2 separate regions of the Mus musculus genome follow, and region 2 is linked to region 1. Evidence: chromatin contacts called from public HiChIP or PLAC-seq data. All regions are on one chromosome and are shown on one strand. Each heading gives the region's core, a stretch centred on a gene start, on an enhancer-like site or on the middle of the called end of the contact. The rest is flanking DNA. Distances are from core to core; before and after follow the strand shown. Region 1 overlaps Iqsec1 (IQ motif and Sec7 domain 1). Region 2 overlaps Wnt7a (wingless-type MMTV integration site family, member 7A).

Region 1 (4,459 bases), core at 1,360-3,859:
TATGGCTCTAAGTTTATATGCCACCAGATTGCAGGCTCTTGTGTTCCAGGGCAGAAGAATATTTGTACAGGGGGCTGATGGTTAGAAGTAGACATAGAGATAGCTGATTAAGAAAGGAAAAGTACTCTGAGGATAGAGGTGGGCTTATAAGCCTGGTTAAGTCCTTTGTAGTGTCTGCCTTGCCTGTCTGTGTTTTCAGGTCTTTTCTACCTATAGGTACTGTTGTGAAGCCCAAATAAAGACTTAAAGTCTTCCTCCGCAAGCTGACTTAATTCCTAGGTTAATGTTGATGTCTTAATTCAGGGATCCTATTCTGCTACTGTAGTTTCAAGCTTTTCAGCTTCACTCACTGTCTCCTTGAGGACATAAAAGGTTTTATATCTAACCAGCAGTATCTGTAGCTACAGGCTGTGTGGACATTTGGACCTTGTGGCAATCTTGGAAAAAGATGCCTGGTTGAGGCTTCCAACTTAGAAGCTGCAGCAACACTGGGTTATGACACTGGGGGCATTTCAGGGGGAGTTTCCCAGGGTTGGAAGACTATTTCCAGAGAGGTGCTACCCAGCAGGTGCTGTGGCGGGGTGGGGCTGAGGAGATGGGGAAACAGCTACTCACTCACTTCCCCTATCAGCCCCTGTGTGGAGCGGGGAGAGGCCTGCCTCCCTAATCACCTCATGTCCTGTCAGTGGTCACCCCACCCATACCCCAGTACACAAGGGGAAACTGAGGCAATAACCTCAGTGTGCTTCATTCTCCTGTCATCACACAGGAAAGGCTGTTGGTAGGACGTCTACTGCTCTGTGGTCTACTGCCTCACTATGCAATCTACAAAGTCACTGAACTACTCTGGATCTAAGGTTAGCATTTGCAAAACTGAACTGTGGTTTCTTTCCAGAGCAGAAAAGGAGGCTCATGGAAAGACTCTGGCCCAGTGCCTGGGCCTTTAAGCACTTGGAATTTCTCTCTTTGGGTGGTAGACTCCAAGGGTCACACCCTCCGTGCTTCAGAATGGGAGATAGCGTAGATCCTAGAAAGCTGGCCCCAGATTCTCTTCTGCTCCGAGCAAATTGAGTGACCTTGGTTAACTTATCTGGAAAAAAAAATGGCTTAATAACCATCCTGGCATAGGTGAGAAAAGTTAACCAATGCCTGGCCCAGATGGATTTGCCTGCCTGTCAGGGTGGGTACCTAAGCATCTTCCTCACCACCACCTTCCTGTTCCATGAGCTCAGCTGAGTGAGTTGTTATCTGGCCAACAGTGTACCTAGCGAATATCTCCTAAGTGCCCTCTGTGTGTTTGGCCCAGAGTAGAGGTGGTGGTGGTGGAGGGGGCAAGGGTAGTGGAACGCCTTCCTCTTGGAATATCTGGGGCTCAGGAAATGGACCACAGAGTGAAATGTGGCTGTGTGGTTTTGAATGACTTCTTGGGTGGTCACAGGGGACCTGAGTCCAAGATCAAGGAAGCCACTGGATGAAGGACCAGCTGGGGATTCGGGTTCTAAGGACAGAGGGACTGGGAACTTCCAGCAGTATCCCCAAAAAGGAGGGTGTCTGGTTGGGCACAGAATCTGGAGCCACTCCACTGTTGGATAGTGCTCACCTTGTTCCCTCAGCACAGACTGGAAGAGGACCACACTCTAGCTACAGTGATAGGGAGGTAACCTGGCTGGCCCTGGAGTCCCAGACTAAAGGTGAAGGGGACAGCAAAGAGCTGTACTGGGGAGGGTGGGGAGAGGTTGGGGGGGTAGTGGAGATCAGACTCGTTCAGTCATCACGTAAAGCAGAGTTTTTCAACATGTGTCAGGACCCCTTGAGGGTTGAATGATCCTTTTATAGGGGTCACCTAAGATCATCAGAAAACACAGATATTTACATGATGATTCATAACAGTATCAAAATTATAATTATGAAGTAGCAATGAAAATTGTTTTATAGTTGGAGTTACCACAACATGAGGAACTGTATGAAACGGTCTCAGCATTAGGTTGAGAAACATCATGTTAGATAGAGGTCCTGTGAGAGTGTTTGAGGGGGAGTGGGGCAAGCTGGGTACTTAAAACAAGCAGAACATGATAAGCTCCAGGCCAAAGGGATGAGGTAAGGGGTGGGACCCAGAACACAGAGAGGCGGGTCAGCTCAGCCTCAGCTTTAATCCTGTTGCTTCATCTGCTTTCAGAGACATGGCAGAGATAAGGGTGAACTCCACCCACTGGGTCACTAGGGAGAAGTGAAGGGTAGGGGCAGGGCAGGGCAGGGTTAAGGGGCCTCTAGAAAGAATGTGGAAAACCTGGAATTGGGTTTTGTTTTCATATTTTATTTTTATTTTTATTTTTATTTTTTACAGTGCTGAAAGTAGAACCCAGGGCCCTAGGCATGGTAGGTAAGCACTACCACTGGCCACATGACCTCACATTCCTGTCGTTCCTTTTGTCCTCCCTGTACTACCAGGCCTGGCTCTTTTCTCTTCTCTTCCTGTCTCCATTTTCCTCTACCTTCTTTTCTGGGCTCAAGCCATGCTTTTCTCTTAGCCTTGTCCATAGCTAGGACAGGCCAGAGCTATCAAGGACTGTTGGATGTGCATCTAGCTCTCATCTGTATAAGGACTAGTCCAGCCACAGCTTCACTGGAGTCTCGGGCGTTGATGACTCACCAAATGCTTTGGAAGTTGAGGGAGGAAAATTACTTTGGGTTTGAGGCCAAGCTGCAAAAAATTGCCTCATTGATTTCTCACGACAAATCCTGAAAGCATGGGTGCAAATCTCATCTCTTTATTGGCATCTGGTTTTGGTTTTGGTTTTGGTTTTGTCTTTTCAGCAGTGGGGATTAAATTGAGGGCCTCATGTATCATAGGTTAGTGCTCTACCACTGAGCACCATGCTCAGCTATCTCTTTTTGCTTTTTGAGACAGGATCTCACTAACTTATTCAGACTGGCCTCGAATACTTTCTATAGCCCAGTCTAGTCTTGGGCTTGGTGATTCTTCAGTTCTCAAGTGGCTGGACTCTAGGCCCACACTGCCAGTACTGGCTTTAACTTTGTTTTGCAGCTGGGGAAACTGAGGCAGCCAGGTGTGTTGCCAGAATTCTTTTCTGAATTCTGGGAAGTAGCAGCATCAGAATTGGAATCCAGAACTTACCTTTCCTTTGAGGTTGAGGGTGTGTATCCCAAACACTGACTTAAAAGAGACTTCAGTATTTCATATCAAGCTGAGCTCATTGTTTCCATGCCTTCCTTCTGGCTGCAGCTGATAGCCTTACCTCTCCCTCATCTGCAAGATCATCTGAGAGCTAGTCCCTACCAGACCCAGAGCTGCTATCCATCTGGTCTGCCTGGAAGATGGCCCTTTGCTAGCAGCTCCCAGCCTTCTTCAGAGTGGTCAGTGTCCCCTGCAAGCTCAGTAAGTCAGAAATATGGGTATGATGACACACCCTCATATCCCTCACCTCTTCTAGCCTCTTCTCATGCACACAGCTGTGAACTGGAAGGGTATCTACCATTTCAGGGAAGACCAGAGGAAGACAAATCTTTGGAAGAGTGACTGTAGGCAGGGTCTCCAGCCTCTTCATTTCTGTTTCTTCATTTCTTTGAGATGGACAAAGATTCCCATTAGGACACACACTGTGTCATTTACTTGGAAGGCTCCAGGAAAAGTTGGCCATGAGGCTACTGCCCATCAGAAATTCATCTGTATGTCGGCTGGAGCTAGACTCAGAGAACAATCCCAGCATCTTCCCCAGTTCCCTCCCTCTGACCATGTGGGTCTATGGTTTATTTGAAAACTTTTGAGTTCCCTGGGATTGTGGAGACTGCTCTTGGCCCAAAGCAGAGCCCATGCTTCAGGGTCTCAGCTCTACAAACAGGTACCCTGGTATAGGCACCACAGGAAGTCAGTGGTGAATTCTCAAGTGCTAACTGTTGCTATGTAACAAGCTGTATGGTGCTATGGCTTGAAATAGCAGTGGTCTGTGATGTGGGGTCTGTGGGTTAGGGGATCTGCCAGTTTCTGCTGGTCTCCCAGGGAGGCCAGATAGATTAGAAGGCAAGAGGCAGCCCAACAAACATGGCCAGAGATAGTATCTTTTAGCAGAGCCTCTTGGATCCCTTACTGCACCTCAACTCTTGAGAGGAAAGAAGAATCTCTGCCATAAAAGGACTTGTAGAGCTAGGTCCTGGGGTGAGTTCCCAGAACATCAGCCACAGGTCAAGGAGGCAGGTGGAAACCATCCACCGGACCAAAACTGAGAGTCTTGCTTAGGAGTGTGAAGTGGAACCCACGGTGGCTAGGATTAGGATGGGGAGGGGAACGACAACAGGCAGAGAGTGGAACGCCTTGGGGCTGGAAGACAGTCCATAAAGGAATCCTTTGCTTCTGGGTGAGGGAAGGTGAAATAGGGTGGAATGTACCCTATGATTCTCCTCCCCAACGTGTGTTGGGGGGGGTACTTTTTGTGGTACTGGA
Region 2 (4,459 bases), core at 745-3,244, 650 kb before region 1:
CCCACAGATAGAATCTCTGCAATAAAAGCTGGTGAGCAATACCCTAGTCAGCCACAGGCTCTGACCTGGTACTCTTACCATCTGATGGGAACAGATAAAGCCAGGATTGAAGTACACTGTAAGTGGAGGGCTACAAGGTCTGTAACACAGAACTGCCTACAAGGCCACCTGAAGTAGGGGCTGGTCAGGACAGGATGGGGGGGTGGTGGCAGGGATGGCTGATCAGTGCTATTGTGACTCATATAGGATCCTGGATTCTAGAGATGCTGGGCCAGCAGGATGCTGGGCTGATGCACAGGGATGGCAAGGAGGCTTCAGAGAGAAAGGGAGAACCAGGGATCCCAGGTGGTTCTTTGTTTTGTTTTCCTTTATTTTTGAGACATGGTTTCATTTAGCCCAGGCTGGCTTTAAACACACTATGCGGCTGAGGACGGTGTTAAACTTCTCTCCACTCCCAAGGGCTATGGTTACAGGCGTGTTCTGTCATTCCCAGCCTTCCCATGGAAAGGTTCTGCCCATCACATCCAAAGGTTCTGCTCTGACAGGGAGCTGTCCAAGAGATTTGATCAGGATGTTGGGTGGTAATCACATTCTTTGTACACTCAGAAATTTGCTATGTCGCCAGCATTATCAACAAAGAATTGGTGGTTTCCCATCATGTGCTCAGGGGCTGCTACATTCCTTTCCAAATGCTCATGGCCTCTGATTTGGTACCCTCCTGCAGAATTTTTCCAGGGATGGGCACACATGACCTAGGACTCAGCCTCAGGTCCACCCGCCTCTGTCTAGTGCTTGGAAAACTCTGATGCATTGCTCCCAAGAGTGTGTCATCCTTTCTCCCTGGGGTAGTTGTTTGAGCCTTGCACTTCTTTACTGGAGGGGACTATCCACATCCCTTGCCTGAGAACCCCTACAGGTCCCCAAAAGGCTCTGTCTTTTACCCACAGCCTGTGAAAGTGGAGCAGTGTTTGGCTGCTTGGCAGGATGGATGGGAAGTCCTTTCCAGGGAGGGAGATAGAGAGAGGGGCGGCCAGCTCCACTTTCTCTCTGCCTTTCTTAACAATGCGCCATCTTGCCCAAGCAAAAGCCCTTTTCTTTACCCATTCTCGCTTAGAACACAGCCAACAAAGGGCTTTTTGTCTCGTTTGCATTTTTTTTTTTTTTGCAAGCCTCAGTTCATCCTGGATTTTCGCTCTCCTGACACTATTCTTTGAGATGAGCTTTTTGTTGCATGGTCTTCCCAGCTTCCCTATGGTAGACAGTCCAACACACACACACACACACACACACACACACACACACACACACACACACACACTTGTACATGCACACTCACACAATCACTTTCCCACAGTCATTCATTCAACCTGGAGATTTCATAGGTCAATAATCTTAGGTCCCCACAACCTCATGGGGAGAGAAAGAAAACTCAAGTCAGTAAAAAATGCATATGGATAAAGTGCTGCCCACAAATGAAGGGAGAGGACATTAGGAAGGGCCTCAGAAATGAGGACACTGCAGCTATGTCATGGTAGATGCCACTCTAGCCAACAATGCCTCTGCTTTGAGGTATTTACTGATACCTGCCAGGTGTGGGTCAGGCTCCTAACAACCTCTTCAGGAAAATTGTTCATAATTCATAGTACAGAAATGAAAAGTTAACTCTCACGGGGTCTTGCCATGCCAGAAAGCAGAGCCAGGCTGTGACCCCAGGTTACCCAGGCTCTGGGTCCTGCTTTGAAACCACCTGGATACATTTATGGTGCCTCATAGAGTGGCAGAAAGGCACTTAGGGAAGAGTCATAGTGGATGGATGGTGACCATTGGGGGACAGTTAGCAGTGTGCCGTGGCCTGACTCTGTAGGAAGGAGAACCCACAGACAGAGTCTCCTTCCCTGGATTGGGGATTGGAGCAGCAGGTTAGAGTGGAGTGAATCCATCCTTTCCCCATTCCTGTCTCCTGTCTCTACACCTGACTCAGCCTCCCACACATGATTCCTAACCCTTACATCACCTGGCTATGCAGGGAGCCTCTCCTAACTACCGTGTGGCAGAACACTGGGCTGTGAACAGCTATCACACCAGTCTGGCGAGAGCAACCTTTTTCCATCTGCCTGTTTTCCCGATCACCGGACGTTTCTGCTGGTGTCACTGTAGACTGCTCATTCTCTGACCCGTAGGCTTTAAATAGCAAAAGAGAGAAAAAAAAATCTACAATGCACTCTGTGGTTTCCAGTGAGATACCGTAAATACACCCAGATAATATTCCGGTGCAAACCACGGGCAGCGATCGCAAAGGGCGGAGGATGGAATCTTTGGGGCCAGCTTGGACAGGGCTCATTTCCTCTGTCCCCATGGGACTGCTATGGAGCCGAACACAGAGGGCGTCAACCAGGCTCTGGCTCACCTCTCCAGGAACATTTACCCCCTGCCCCCATCCCCTTGCTAACATTCTCCTAGAGGCTCCTGAGGAGCCTCACTGGTCTTCAGGGCAGCCTGCCAGTGGCCTCCTGGGTTCTAAGTTCGCAGATGGGAATGTTGAGGCTCAGGGACTCAGGGTGTGGGCTCAGAGTCACCCAGCTAAGTGTGGAGTAGTGGGAATGGATGGCAAGCACCCTGTCACCCAGGCTGAAATGGAGACACTTTGGCTTGCTTCCCCGGGTTTCTGTGTAGAAACCCCTGATATGTGGCCAGTGAGATTCGAGGGTAAGGTGGAAGGGAGGGAGGGGATTCCTCGATGGGGGCCCAGGGGCTGGTTCTAGTCTGGTCTCTGGAGTCATGGGTGACCTCAGGCAGGCTTTCCTTCTGTCTGTGGCTCTGGGAGTCACTTCTTTGACTCTAGGGACAGGAGAAGGCTCTGCTCAAGACAGGATTCTGACACTCAGCAGGACTCCCTATGTTACCTACTCCGTCTCCTCCTCTGCATCCCTGGCTCACCTGGTCCACACCAGCCAAAGACATGGTCTGGGTGCCCCTGTCTGGGAGACTCTTCTCCTCACAGAACTTTCAAACTCTGACAGCCCCAGTTCTTGTCACTGGGGTGTTTTTATTTTTCCTTGAAGTCCTCAGCTGACAGAGTGATGTAATCTGCTTTCTGTCTTCTTGCAAAGGCAGAGCCACACCTGAATCCCACATCTTAGTTCATCCAGCCTGCAGCACAGTGCCTAGCACACAGTAGGTGCTCAGGAAATGTTCACTGAGGGCAGGGGCTGGGCACATGCTTGGCTGAGATGACAGAGGTCACTGTTTGGATGAAGACCTTTCTTCAGCTACTGGTACTTCAGGTCAGATTCATCACCACAGGGGACAGCTTCAGCCGAGCTGGCACCCACTTACCAGATGTGTGGAAGGTCTGGTGGAGAGGTGGGCTGTGAATTGGTGGGCTGGAATAAGAGCCAGGAGCCACAGGAGAGTGGGTCATACCCTGCAGCCCAGCTGTCAGGGCTTGTGTCTGGGCCTCATGATCTGCCTTCTGTGAAAGGGGTAACAAGGGCCAGTCTGCCTCTCAGAGGTAGGTTGCCTTGGTTTGTCCTTCTCGGCAAGGTGTTCAGACACAGCCTCACCTGCAGCCCATTTCTGAAGATTTGACATACTCTGTATCAATGAGGTGCCATCCGATCCCATCCACCATTGTTGCAGGAGCTGAAGGAACCTCTCAGAACTTCTTTTTTTTTTCTATTACGTATTTTCCTCAATTACATTTCCAATGCTATCCCAAAAGTCCCCCATACCCCCCCACTCCCCTACCCACCCATTCCCACTTTTTGGCCCTGGCGTTCCCCTGTACTGGGGCATATAAAGTTTGCGTGTCCAATGGGCCTCTTTCCAGTGATGGCCGACTAGGCCATCTTTTGATACATATGCAGCTAGAGTCAAGAGCTCTGGGGTACTGGTTAGTTCATAATGTTGTTGCACCTACAGGGTTGCAGATCTCTTTAGCTCTTTGGTTGCTTTCTCTAGCTCCTCCATTGGGGGCCCTGTGATCCATCCAATAGCTGACTGTGAGCATCCACTTCTGTGTTTGCTAGGCCCCGGCCTAGTCTCACAAGAGACAGCTATATCAGGGTCCTTTCAGCAAACGCTTGCTAGTGTATGCAATGGTGTCATTGTTTGGAGGCTAATTATGGGATGGATCCCTGGATATGGCAGTCTCTAGATGGTCCATCCTTTTGTCTCAGCTCCAAACTGTGTCTCTGTAACTCCTTCCATGGGTGATTGTTTCCAATTCTAAGAAGGGGCAAAGTGTCCACACTTTGGTCTTCGTTCTTCTTCAGTTTCATGTGTTTTACAAATTGTCTCTTATATCTTGGGTATACTAAGTTTCTGGGCTAATATCCACTTTTCAGTCTCTCAGAACTTTGCAGACGTTTTGCAAGTTCAAGGAGATGCACTCAGTAAGTGCCCCAGTGAGGGCTTCTTTGGACTGTGCTGGGAAGAATATGGACCATCGGGATTTGGG

The links. HiChIP or PLAC-seq counts read pairs in DNA pulled down with a chosen protein or histone mark.
Region 2: a contact with region 1 is called in an HNF4G HiChIP or PLAC-seq map of pancreatic cancer cells. The contact joins two enhancer-like sites. A contact is called at or near these places in 2 of 39 promoter capture datasets (embryonic stem cells and hippocampal neurons), 1 of 15 datasets of contacts at CTCF or cohesin (embryonic stem cells), 1 of 484 Hi-C or Micro-C datasets (nephron progenitors) and 4 of 115 datasets of contacts at active chromatin or transcription factors (embryonic forebrain, forebrain, neural tube and 1 more).

What each region holds. Positions count from the first base shown.
Region 1 is chr6:90,747,956-90,752,414 of GRCm38.p6, reverse strand. The region is part of intron 1 of Iqsec1 (IQ motif and Sec7 domain 1); the gene reads left to right. Among named protein-coding and RNA genes, the nearest start is that of Iqsec1, 60 kb to the left of the region's middle. Within about 2 kb of position 2,609, at least 76 of the 459 cell types and tissues checked have an H3K27ac peak or open chromatin away from gene starts, as enhancers often do. A contact at or near this core is called in pancreatic cancer cells, where this site is marked.
Region 2 is chr6:91,398,361-91,402,819 of GRCm38.p6, reverse strand. All of the region lies in intron 2 of Wnt7a (wingless-type MMTV integration site family, member 7A), which reads left to right. Among named protein-coding and RNA genes, the nearest start is that of Gm30437, 11 kb to the left of the region's middle. Within about 2 kb of position 1,994, at least 36 of the 459 cell types and tissues checked have an H3K27ac peak or open chromatin away from gene starts, as enhancers often do. A contact at or near this core is called in pancreatic cancer cells, where this site is marked.